Linked DNA regions of Sus scrofa: region 1 is linked to region 2. The links are chromatin contacts, called in public HiChIP or PLAC-seq maps. All regions are on one chromosome and are shown on one strand. Each heading gives the region's core, a stretch centred on a gene start, on an enhancer-like site or on the middle of the called end of the contact. The rest is flanking DNA. Distances are from core to core; before and after follow the strand shown.

Evidence for each region. HiChIP or PLAC-seq counts read pairs in DNA pulled down with a chosen protein or histone mark.
Region 1: a contact with region 2 is called in an H3K27ac HiChIP or PLAC-seq map of skeletal muscle. The contact joins the enhancer-like site here to the promoter of C9H1orf21 in region 2. A contact is called at or near these places in 5 of 47 Hi-C or Micro-C datasets (fetal heart ventricle, mesenchymal stem cells, psoas muscle and 1 more) and 2 of 2 datasets of contacts at active chromatin or transcription factors (alveolar macrophages and skeletal muscle).

The regions. Positions count from the first base shown.
Region 1 is chr9:125,687,071-125,693,253 of Sscrofa11.1, forward strand. All of the region lies in intron 1 of C9H1orf21, which reads left to right. Among named protein-coding and RNA genes, the nearest start is that of C9H1orf21, 77 kb to the left of the region's middle. Within about 2 kb of position 4,616, at least 9 of the 83 cell types and tissues checked have an H3K27ac peak or open chromatin away from gene starts, as enhancers often do. A contact at or near this core is called in skeletal muscle, where this site is marked.
Region 2 is chr9:125,609,620-125,615,811 of Sscrofa11.1, forward strand. C9H1orf21 reads left to right here and starts at 3,463. Exons shown (of 6, transcript XM_003482739.3): 1 at 3,463-3,887.

The DNA of each region.
Region 1 (6,183 bases), core at 3,366-5,865, 79 kb after region 2:
AGGCAGATGCAGGAGATGGTTTCTGGCCTTGAAGTATCCAGTGTCTATTTAGAGAGAGATGCCTAAGAAATACCAAAGAGTTGACTCTATGGTAAGAGTTTATTTGGGAAAGAGAGAAAGTTGAAGGAAGGCAGGAAATGGTATGAAGGCTTCTTTGTACCATTTGGAAAAGTAAAGGCTTAAGCAGAAGTAGAGAGGTGGGCATGTGAGCAGAATATTGAGGGAGACGGGTGGTCTGTGAGACCCACCTGATGTGATGAAGAGGATGCTAGTTACCTTGGGTGAGTAGGAAGAGGCCACAGTGATTCTCAATGGGCCTGGGTCCTGGGGGACCCTGAGCAAGTCACCCAAACTCCTCAGTCCTCAGTCTTCTCAGCTTACATTGAAGAACCTTGACTTCAGTAGTCCCTGAGGACGTGTCTAGCCTGAAAGTCCAGATGTGTCAGGCTTTACCCCAAGAGGCCTTAATAAGCCGTGGAGGGTTTTGGACCAGGGCAAGGACTTGACAACATCAGTGCACTAAGAATCTGAGTTTGTCTTTGTTGTAGAAAATTAATGGGATAATTACTAATTTATGAGAAGTATACTTTTTTTTAACTAATAATTTTAATATGTTCTGGTGTTTTTACAACTGCCAGTAGGACCATCCTGATGTCCATTGAATGTTGTCTTGTGAATTTTTCCCTTTCTCAGAAAAGCAAAGACACAAGCAAAAAATATGGCCTAGAAAATGCTGATGAGTAGTGACAAGTTTAGGCCCTGGATCCAGAAGATGATTTAGAAATACAAATTTGAATTTGAATCCTAAAAGTTCCTTAAAAATTTCAAGGAGAGCTTGAAATTAGAAAATGTTTTTGCAGTACCATTCCTAGGGATGAAATGGCAGGGGTGTAGTAGAGATGACATGGGGGTGACATCCTCCCAGACACAGGAATACTAAGCAGCTTGCCAGATGTGCCTAGTCATATCCAGGACCACAACCACCTCAGCCTGGGACCCCACTAGAGGTCCCACAGACAGAACAGCTGGACAAAGGCCTTGTCAGAATAGAACATGATCTTGGCGTTCCCTGGTGGCTCAGTGGGTTAAAGATCCAGTGTTGTCACTGGTGTGGCTCGGGTCTCTGCTGTGGTGCAGGTTCATTCGATCCCTTGCCCAGGAACGTCCACATACCAAGAAAAACGACAACAAAACACGGTCAGATCCTAAATGTAACCCATTTCTGCTGTATCTTACACCAGTAGAGGTCTTTATCATTAAGCCATGCGTTTAGTTCTCTATTCTCACAAAGACCTGAGACCTTCATGTGCCAGACTGAAACTAAAGGTGGATGTGGGAGAGCGTTACCTCCGAGAGGTGCTGGCTGGTGCATCTGATGTTGAAACGTGGTCTCCCGTCAGTGGCTCCAGTTGGGTGGCTCTTGCCTGCACTGTCTGGTCCTCTCGAGCTGTGGCTCTGGTCTCTTTCTCTAAGTACACTTTGCTGGACAAGCGGGAAGGAACGCCATGTTCGCTAATTATGCTGCTTTGGATGGTGGAACACTGGTAACATGTACAAGGTCATCATAGCTTAGGACCTGTTACCCTAGGTGTTTCTTCATAGCGTTTTAGTGGCTGAAGATGAGCATCCAGGCTAGGGAGGAGCTTCTTGCCCTTCCTTTATGTTTTTGTGTTTCAAACCCCACTAGACCTCACCAAAATGATGGTCGGTGAAGGGAAGACTCCCCAGTGCAGAGGCATGAGCCAGCTCGTTGGGAACAGGAGGAAGGTGGACATGAGGGAGGAGTGGCCATTCCTCACCTGACAGCTTTGTCCTCCTGGGTATGTTCTCGCAGCCTCTTACCTTTTGTTCTCCTTAAGTAGATGGTTGAACAGAGCGTGTTTTTTTTGGCTGAGCTCTGCAAAGTCAATAAAGTTCCCAAAGTCTTATGCATTGGTTGAGAGCAGCATGAGAACTGAGGTGCTTTCTTGTTTTTAAGACTCAGTAGGTGAAGCGGGCATTGATTTGTGCTACCTGAAAATGCTATTTCTAATTTCAATTTGTGCAGCCTTCTGAGGATATCATCCATCCTTAAATAGTTCTTTGTCATGGAAAGCTTAGCAAAGATTTCAGTTTCAGCCAAAACAGAAACTGACGCTTGATTTTTCAGAGGTCAGTTGAGTCTAGGAAGCACGGTTCAACATCTCTGGATTCTAATTGACAGGAAATGCACATCAGGGTCCCGCTGACTTGTCCATTTCGGAATCTCTGGTCCCTAGTGAAATGTTGAGAACTAAACAAGTTTCCCAAAAATGATTGTTGAAATAAATAAATAGCACATTTTTTTCTGGGGGCGGATTAGGGCCAACCACACAAGTGCCAAAAGCTTTCAAAATGTCATTTTACTAGTATGAGATTACACATAGCTTCCTTCCTGTCCTTTTAGGGAGTATATACTGAACATAATTTTAAATTGTCTATGATGGCTCAGAAGAGCCTTTTCAACTATAACTGTTGGTGAGCAAAGAAAGGCTGGTGACCCGGGACCTGGCTGGTGACCCGGGACCTGGAGAAGGAGAGTCCCTTCCTTAACAGCCCTCCCCACATCTCTTTGTGAAAAGAGGGTTCTAAGAGAATTCATTGGCTCAACACCTATTGCAAACCTACTCTGTGCCTGACCTGTGCCCAAGGGAATATAGAGACGAATAATCAGGACATGGTTGGTTGTGACCTCGGAAATCTGCCTGGTGAGGGAGACAGATACGTAAATGTGTAACAGCAGGAGGATGAGAGCCACACCGTCACTGAGGCTGTGACAGAGCTTAGGAGAGCTCACTGACCTTTGACGTGTCTGCCCACAGCAGCCTCTGCCTCCAGAGCCCTGGGGTGGGGTGTCCCCACGGAGCTGGCCCGGCCCCCGCAGCGCTGCGGAAACGCCATTGCAGCCCCCAGCTCTCTGTGCACGAGCTGCAGTGGGAGCTCCAGTTTCTCCTGCTATTTCAGCTGATGCCTCTTGCTTTCTGTCTGCGTTCTATCTGCCTGCTTGTTTTTGGTTTAGTTCCTAAGAACCTCTAAGCTGACACAGTTTACCTCTCACCTGTCTGTCTGCCTCTTCTTTCTAGTCTTTTTTCACCTCCGCCACTTGCTTTGTAAAGTTTCTCACCATCCCGCTCAGTCAGGATGATGGTGATGATGACAATAGCTGTCATGTCCTGATAGTTTACAGATCGCGAGGTGCTGTGCTAAGCATTTTCCCTGTATTGTCTCATCTGCTCCGCTCAGAATTCATGCAGTCTGATCCCATCTGGTAAATGAGAGCGCAAGGCCCTGTGTAGTAAATAACAATGACCAAAGCCACGCAACTCCTTTCCTTTACAAAAATCACAAAACACTGGATGTAGTCTTTGTATCTCTAGAATTTTTATTGTGTGTGTGTGTATGAGAGAAAAAAGAGACTAAGTCCTTTACCAACAAAGGTTTTATGTTTTGCTTTCTCTGTGTTTTCAGGGCACTGCCAGCAATTGAGCTGTTCTGGATAGCACTCGAAGGTTCTAGCAGGCAGAATTTCAGATAGCCAAGGCTTTCCCTTAGGGATGCTCATTTCAGTAAACCACCCTCTGCCCATCAGGAAAGTGATGGGTTTACTCAGTCACTGGATCACGGCTGACTTCTCCTCAGACCTGGGATCCTGTGGCCTGAGGCAGAGCCCTGGGAGAGAGAGATCTTAGGCTGGAGCTTGCAGCAGCCTCTGATGGATGAGTTTATTTATTTTAGTAGGGAGGGGGTTAAAGGGGGAAGGAGTCTGTTGTGGAAAGAGAGGGATGTGCTTTTAGATATAGAGAGAAATGCTTTTTAAGATTGTAGCCTTCAGATCTTATTAGTGTTACTACATTACTTTGTTACAAGTTTTTATAATTCTGAGGGCAGGAAACATACGCATACTCACATGTTACCACCACAATCCACCAGCAGGCTCTTTGGTTTTTAAACGATTCTCCCATTTGTGCCTGATGGTTAGTTTAGGTAATTCGTGTCTTTTATGTCTGTTGTTCCTACTTCTTTTTTTCTACCGTTGTGACTAGTTTAAGACTGAGCTGCAAGCCATTTCCACATTAAGTTTAGAGATTGAATTGAATCAGAAATGTGAAACACTCTTTCCTTGTGGAAGAGTTGAGACTTTGTAATTCAGTGATGAAAACATCCCCTGTGCTTTTCCAGGGTGTGTGTCAGACAAAGCTCCATGGCCTTTCATCTCTTGTCCTCAGCATCAGGCAGGTAACATTCAGCTTTCCAGGGGATTAATCCAGCTGCAGTTCTGTTGTAGTTGATGGTGTTAAAGAGGATCAACAGCTCCAAACGGACGCGCCACGTCTTGCTGTCCTTGTCCCCAAGTGAGCGTCTCTAACCAAGGGTTTGCTAAGAGTAGCACACGATGCTGGATGTCTCTCCGTGTCTTGTTGCAGAAAATAAAACTGAGATAAGCACTCATTGAACTAGCTTGAAATATCCTAGGACGTTGAAGCACATCTCTGAGACTTCCTTTCCCGGCGGGGTGTCATTGGAATTCTACTCGTGTATTTATGATCTGTCAGTCCCGTCCGAATGCGAGCCCTTCAAGGGCGGGGATTCCGTCTGTGCTTCACAATACGTTTCAACACACAGATGGCCAGGATATCCTTCACTGACCATTGAGGAAGGATTGTGAACTTATCTGCTTAGATTAGAATCAAATTGCGCTTTTGTTTGTTCGTTTTTTTTAGTAATACATCCTTATTCTACTTACACAGTCTAGTCATTTCTTGACTTTTCTTTTTTCCTTTCCATCTATCTTCTGTCGTTGTTTTCCCGGGCCACATAGGGGAGCCTACTGGGCAAACTGATTTCACCCAATGCTCCTGGAAAGTCATGCCAGGCCACCGGCATAGCAGAGTGTGCACAGAAGACTATTCTCGTGCACTTATAAGTACTTGGCAAAGCATTTCATAATCTACCTAGGTTTTTAAAACCAAAAAAAGGGAAAACAGCTGTTACTATTAGGGTACTGATAATTCCAAGGAAATCAGGTGGATCTGTCACAAGTGACACGGTGAACTGGCAGGCCAGCTGTCAGAAGATGCCAATCATGGGTGTCCTGGTACAGAAAGTTCCCCACTGACACAAGATTGGCAACTTCCTTCATATGCCCTTGGTATTCTGAGTCTTGAGAGTGGAAAGAGGAGAAGAGAACTCAAAGTCCAGGAATGTCTGCCACTGGCTTTGATCGTGAAGGAGCAATTCTAGAAAGGGCGAAGTTCTTCTGCATGGATTCACCCTGGTGTGGGTGGGCGGCTTTAATCAGGATCTGATACTTTCCTCTCTTGCCTTCCAGAAAGAATGTCAGCCTTGCATGAACTTGTGTGAACACATACAGGTGATAAAGGAAGAGAGTTTTCAGCTACAGGGTAAAGGCACTAAACTCTTAAATCCTGAAGAACAGTTATTCCACAGACTTTTTCAATTCAGCCCTCTCTGTAAGAAACATTAAAAACATTTATTTTAGTCTGTTAAAGGCAGAATAGAGAAGAGGACATAAGAGAGCTAAGCTTTGTTCATTTTTTCACTTGATACACGATTGAAATCAACACCCTTGGGCCAAAACATAATAGGTAATAATCTTTAGACCTCATAGGGCTTCCTGAAATATTTTGGAAAAAAGATTTGCAGGTATATCTTAATTCGGTAAATGTTGAAACAAAGTATATAAATAAATTGAGTCTAGGTGAGAAATGGCCTTTTTTTTTGCTTTTTAGGGCCACACCCACAGCATATGGAAGTTCCCACGTGAGGGGTCACATCAGAGCTGTAGCCACTAGCCCACATCGCAGCCACAGCAATGTGGGATCCAAGCTGGGTCTGTGACCTACACCACAACTCACAGCAACGCTGGATCCCTGACCCACTGAGTGAGGCCAGGGATCGAACCCACATCTTCATGCTTACTAGTCAGATTCGTTTCTGCTGCGCCATGACGGGAAATCCCAGAAGTGGCCTTGTTATAAGTGGTAATTTCATCCTTAGCATCACTTGAACATATGTTCAGGTAGATCATAGAGTCAAAGGGAGAGGCTCGGAGAGATGAAGCCCAGCTTTGGCACTGAGGCAGGCGAGTGACCCCTGAGACCGGAGCTCAGCATCCTCACAGCCCCTCCGGTGCTCTTTCCACTG
Region 2 (6,192 bases), core at 2,213-4,712:
TGGACCCTTAGCCTGGGAACTTCCATGTGCCATGGGTGCAGCCCTAAAAAAAAAAAAATCAAACTCACACATTATAAATGGTTCTATTGCAGATATTTATAAGTGGATATTTAAAGCTTTAGAGTAAAAGAAAATCAATGATGAGAGTAGCACCTTTGAAGGTGAACACAACCTTTCTGAGCAAAAAAGATATCTTTTAAAATAGATGGAAAGATATACCATGCTTGTGGATTGGAAGAGTTAATATTATCAAAATGACTATACTACCTAAGGCAAAATACAGATTCAATGCAATCCCTATCAAATTACCAAGGACATTTTTCACAGAACTCGAACAAAATATTTTAAAGTTTGTTTGGAAGCACAAAAATTATGTTTAGAGTGTTTGAAGATCTGGAACTCAGGAGAAGGGCAGAGCGATGGTGTTATTACTTGTGATGGGGAATCATGTTTTTCATGTTTTTAATATACGTGTGCTTAGAGTCACCTTAATCGTTATGAGTAGCAAGAGATAGTATCCTGTTTTTAAATGGCTAGTGGATTTAGCTTGTGCTGACCAAACCAATTTGCGGGCAGCTCCTCCTGTGTGGGTTACGGTACACACCCGAGCTTCTCTAGCCCCTCAGAGCTGGGTCCTGTCTGCCCCCTTCCTTCCCACTGTGCTCTTCCTACCCTTTCTTCGGCAGCCTTCACCCAAGTCCCCATCGTCCCACTGCCCTCCTGTGGCCCCGTGCCAGGAAGGGTAAGATGGGAACCTCCTCGCCCATGTGACCAGATTTAGAGAAAGGAGAGGGGCCCCAGGGACCGCAGGTGAAATGAGGGATGCGTCTTACATTCAAACAATGTTTATCAGAGCAGTTGATTTCCACGGAAATCCCAGTACCGAAGAGGGTTTACTGAGAAGTGAAGGGGCCTAAGTTCCATGGCAGCTGATTTACATGAGCTCTACGAAGGGGTTTTTTTCACTTTTTCCCCTCTCTGGAAGGTGGCTCCAGACTTCGAAGTGAATGAATAAAGCCCTACAGAACCTGGTTTGTTTCTGGGCAGTACTATAGTTTAATTATGGGAGTCCTTTCATGAACTTTTTGTCGACCCTCCTGAGACTCTTACCATATAAAAGGTTGTGTCTAAGGACTAGAGACAATTAACACTACAGCACACACAGCCTGTTCTCAGCTCTGGGAGGTTGTCTCCTTCCTAACTAGGTACTTGAACATGTGCTGATTGAAGAATAGTGAAATAAATGAAGGGAAAATGGATGTACTTGAAGCACCTATGGAGTACTTTTCTCTGGAGGGTAGGATTATGGTGATTTTTATTTTCTTCCTACTTGGCTGAGTTTCTGGAATTTCTAAATTTTCCACGATGACTATGTATTTTATGGAATAATTAAAAACTTGCTTTAAAAGTTCATAGTATGGATTTTTTAAGCTTACACGTGTATGAAGTGCTTGCTCTGTGACATTCTGCTCCTTCTAAGGTTATCAGTTCAGAGGACCACACTGTCTTGGCCCTCGAAAAATCAACTCTGCGGGTCACTGTTCTGAGCTTTGAAGGGATAAATTTACAACACTGGTCTATGGGGATGAGGGAAGAAGTCGGGAAAGACAAAATCTTATTAGCCTCAAGGACCTTTTTATATAGAATTCTATGTAAATAAACACACACCTTAGTTGCATACTTCTTTCAGTTTATCATAGGAGAAATTTTCAGACATGGTCTAAAAACTCCAGAGAAGGGTTGACTACATTTGGAGAAAGGCTGCAGATGGATTTTCACTCCCAACTTGAAGAAGGGATGCAAAGAGAAAAAAAAGTCTACCAAATCTGAGATTAGACTATTTATCTAAAATAACAACTCATATTTATTGAGTTCTTGCTACATGTCGGGCAGTATGCCAAGTGTTTTATATGCATTGCCACCTCATTTTATTTTCACAAGTCTATGAGATAGACTGGTGTCATCAATCCCATTTTACAGATGAGGGAAGGGAGGAAGGCTGAAAGAAATGAAACAAGTCGCCTAAGGTAACAGACATGGTGGCTGGCAGTGCCTGCCTGGAATCCTAATTAGCCTACCATCCCTTTTTAACCATCCCTCTTCAAGGGGCTAGACTACAAAGAGTTCTGGATCCACAGAGAAAAATCAACTAGAACATGGATAATTTAAAAAATGCAATACAGGTGAGTTTCAAAAACAGTGTAATACCAGCCTTTCAAATCAAAAAAAGTGAGAGCGCTGGAAAACCTTTTTTTTTTTTTTTTTTCTCTCAAGAAGGCTGACTTCCTAGCCATTGTAGATGGGTTATTAACTCATTTCATTAAACTAAATTATTAATTTGCTTTTCAATTAAGTGTGTCATCACTGTCACAGCTCTGATGTGTCCTTCCCCATTTTCCAACATATCTGGGCCCAAAGTGAGAAGTAATTCGGTTTGGGAGGATCTTTTGCCCCTATTGTTTTCTTGGGTGTCCTCACTCGGGAGGCCTGGCATTCCTCACGTGTCTGGGGCAATACAGGAGCAGCCAAGCGCGAGGAAGCCACACAAAAGGCATCCAATCGCTATCAATGTTGAAAGATCAATTCGGTGAGCACACGAAACACACCCGATAGGACCAGAAAAGGGAGAAAAATCCCTTCTCCCAAAGGGTGAGACATTGGTTGACCTCTTGTGAGTGTCCACATACACAAAACACCAAGCAGGTGAAGTGTGGGCGGCGATCTTTCTGAATCCCCAATCATCTCACACGCCACGCAGGCTCGGCCTCCGCCCTTTAGTCCCAAGAGGCCGGGAGGGGCCAAAGGGGCTGTAGGGCGCTAAGTCTCGGGAGGGGTCGCGGCTGGCTCCTTACCCTCCCCAGTGCCGCTTCTGCCCAGGAGCCAACGCTCCATTCACGTTGCAGGCGCTGCGGCTCCAGGGCAGGAGGAAGGCGGTTTGGTGTCGGGGCCGGGGCCGCCTGGGAGCGCCCGCCGGTCCAGCAAGGGGAGGGGCCGCGCGGCGAGCCGAGGATGCCCGGCCTTCCCTTCTTCGGCTTCCAGCAGGCGCAGCCCCGCGGCTGGGCCCAAGGGCTGGCTGGGGTTTCTCGCAGAACTGGGCCGTCCGGGCCTCCGAGCGGCCCCGCGGCTCCCACGCCACTGCCCGGGTGCCAGACTCAGGACGCAGCTTTCCCGCCGGGGTCTCCCTTCCCGCTGGCCGGCCGGTGCTGGATGCGCGCGCGCGCGCGCACACACACACACATACACACAAACGGAGACAGACACACACGCCCGTGCTCGTCCTCTTTCCTTTTCTGCAGCCCTGGCACCCCCCTCGCCCAGTCTCTTGCTCCAGGGTGCGGGGCGCCCTCACGGCCTCGGCAGGGCAGGCCCCTCCCGGGGGCGAGGCGGGGAGCTGGACCCGCGCGGGAGCCGGGCGCGGGGAGGGGCCAGCGGTGGGGGCGTGGCCGGCTGCTCCCGCCCCTCGAGTGAGTGACTGGGCGAGGAGGTCCCCTCCTTCCCTCCCTCCCTCCCTCCCTCCCTCCGTCCCGGTCCCCTCCCCTGCTCGCAGCCCGCCGGCTCCAGCTCGCTCCCTGCCCACTCCCGGGGGGACGTTCCGTGCCGCGGCCGCTGCGGCCGCCGCTTCTTTCACACTTGAGTTGGGAGCCGCGCGCCGCGCTCAGTTACTGGCGAGCTGGCCGCGCGCCGCCGCCTCCCGCACGCACGCACGCACGCGGGCCGGGCTTCGGGGGCTTAGGCTCTTACTCCCGGCAGCTGGGAGGAGGGGGAGACCCCGTCTGACTGTGGGGAGGAGGAGGAAGAGGAGGAGGAGGGAGGAAGAAAACAGGCGAGGAGCACCCGGGCGGGGGGCGGGAGGCTTGCCACCTTCAGCCCCCCCGCGAGCGCCCAAGGTAAGCGTGAGCCCCCGCCAGCCCGGGGCGGCGGGAGTTGGCGGCGCAGCCCGCCCGGGCTCCGCTCCCCGGCGCGCCCGGGTGGGCTGGGAGGGAGGCCTGCGGGGTGCCTGCCGCGCGGCGGGGATGCGAGCCGCGGTCTTGGCGCTGCCGGCCCGCGGCCCGGGCTGGGGCGGCTGGGGCGGCTGGGGCCGGGGCTGCTGGGGCTGCTGGGGCTACCGCCGCCGCTGCGGGGCCGGCGGGGCTGCAGGGGACGGAAGCTGGGGTGCGGGGAGCTGGAGGGGGCGTCTGCTGGCCGGGGCGGAGGGACTGGGATGCGGTTGGGGCTGCTGACGACTTTGGTCACATTGAGGCCTGGGTGGCTGGGGTTCGACACCCCTCCCTTGCCACCCGCACCCCCGCCGCCCTCAGCCTTTCCTGCTCCTCTCGAGCTTTGCCTGTAGCCGCCGTACTTTGCAAGCCAGAGCTTGGAAGAAAACACAAAATTTAGAATCCTTTGCTAAATCTCCAAGTCTCTTCTCCCGCTCCGACAGATTGATGTGTTTGTGTGGGTGCTGTGATCCCTGGGATTTTTGAAGTTTTGACCTTTTTGGGGTGGCTTGTTTCCGTGCAGCTGTTTGCCCATCTCGATGTATTTATTATTCGTGCCCATGCGAGGCAGCCAGAGGGTGCTTCGTTATTGTACAAGGGAAAGATTTCACTCCCCTCTGCAGGCAGTTCTCGGAGTGCGGCCGCCGCAGCTGCCTCTGGTCTTCTGCTCGATGTCCTTCCCCATCTTCCACCCTGCCCCCCACCTCCTCCGAGGGATTCCCCCCCCCCCCCAGCTCCTACCGTTTGTGTGAGAGAAGCCCCTGGGTTTAGAGGCTCTCATTTCCCATTCATCCCTCTTCTAAAGCTCTGAATTGGATCAGGCACGATGGTGGAAATTGAGGTGGCTTTCTTTGCTCCAAGAGTTGCACGGTCAGAGATAAAAATATATACACAACAACAACTCATTAATCCTGGGGGATGACAAGCACAATTTGAGATCGAAGTGTTTGGTTTCCAGTAGGAAGTTGACGACCTATGTATGAGGTATCTTCCATCGCATGCGGGGTAGGAAAATTGTTTTAAAATAGATAGCGCTTGTGTTCTACGTGGCTGGAAGACAAGCCCTAAAGTTCAGCTATTGGAGCAAGTCTGAAAGTGATACACCCTGGTCACACAGAACCTCGGTAAAGACACATATGCTCTGACTCAGACTTTGGGAGCTGGGCTGACACACCATGAATTCTATGTAGCACTTTTAATTTTTTTTTTTTTTTTTTTTTCTTTTAGGAAACAGTATGGGCTGTTTGGGGAAGTGACATGTTCATTACACACAGTCTGATGTTATGAGCCCTTCCCTACTCCAGGGGCTGGGCTCACCTTCTGCCTAATGAGAATAACCTTTCCCTTAGTAGAATTGGGGTATACCTGGGTAGAAAAAAATTGTGGGTAGGGCTTGGGCTGCTTTAACTTTCTTGAGGGGAAAAGGTGATGTTTCTGAAGAGTTTTTAAGTCCAAGATGCTCCATTTGGAGGTTCTCGTCCTTTTTTCATATTTCTGTAGCTGGATTTTAGGATCAATAGAACATGTTCTGTGTTGCTGCTTTGGAAATGCAATTGATCAGACATGGAAATTAATTTAGGCTTGATCATCTGTTTGTTTTTGTTTTTCTGCTTGTAAAGTAGGAAGTGCTAGTGATAGGACAACTGAATATATTCACATCTGCATTAAACCCACACTAGGACTAGCACTTCAGGGATCAGAAATGTGGCATCAAAATGTAACCTCCCTTGTGTTTCCTGTTGTGCACACTGGGTTCGGAGAACCGGCTCTGAAAGGCTACTAGGAAAAGCAACAATGACAAGCAAACTCAGCCCTTGGATGAGCAGATGCTTGTGAAGGAGTAGGGTGCTTCTTCTGTCAACTTTATCTGCATCTGGGCATTTTTCCCAAGAAAAATGGGAAATTTTGGTTGGTAGGGAGATCTTCTATCCAGTGTGACAAGTTCATCCTAGAACAGCCCTGGGATTCCAGCATCCCTCCTCAGCACTGACTCAGTTTCCCTGGTCGAGCTGATGATTTTGTTTTCTTGGCTAGTAAGTTACCCTTTTGCCATCGGGTCCCTGACTTCACTTTATTGTCCTGCTCTGTCGGATTTCTGGGAATTAATAGGCCCCTGTCTGAAGTGTTTGAGTTTCTTGAGGAATCACAGGGTTGAAATCAAACCTTGTCCAGTAATTGGCAGTATTTGCTGTGATGCAGAAACTCTGCCCAGGAG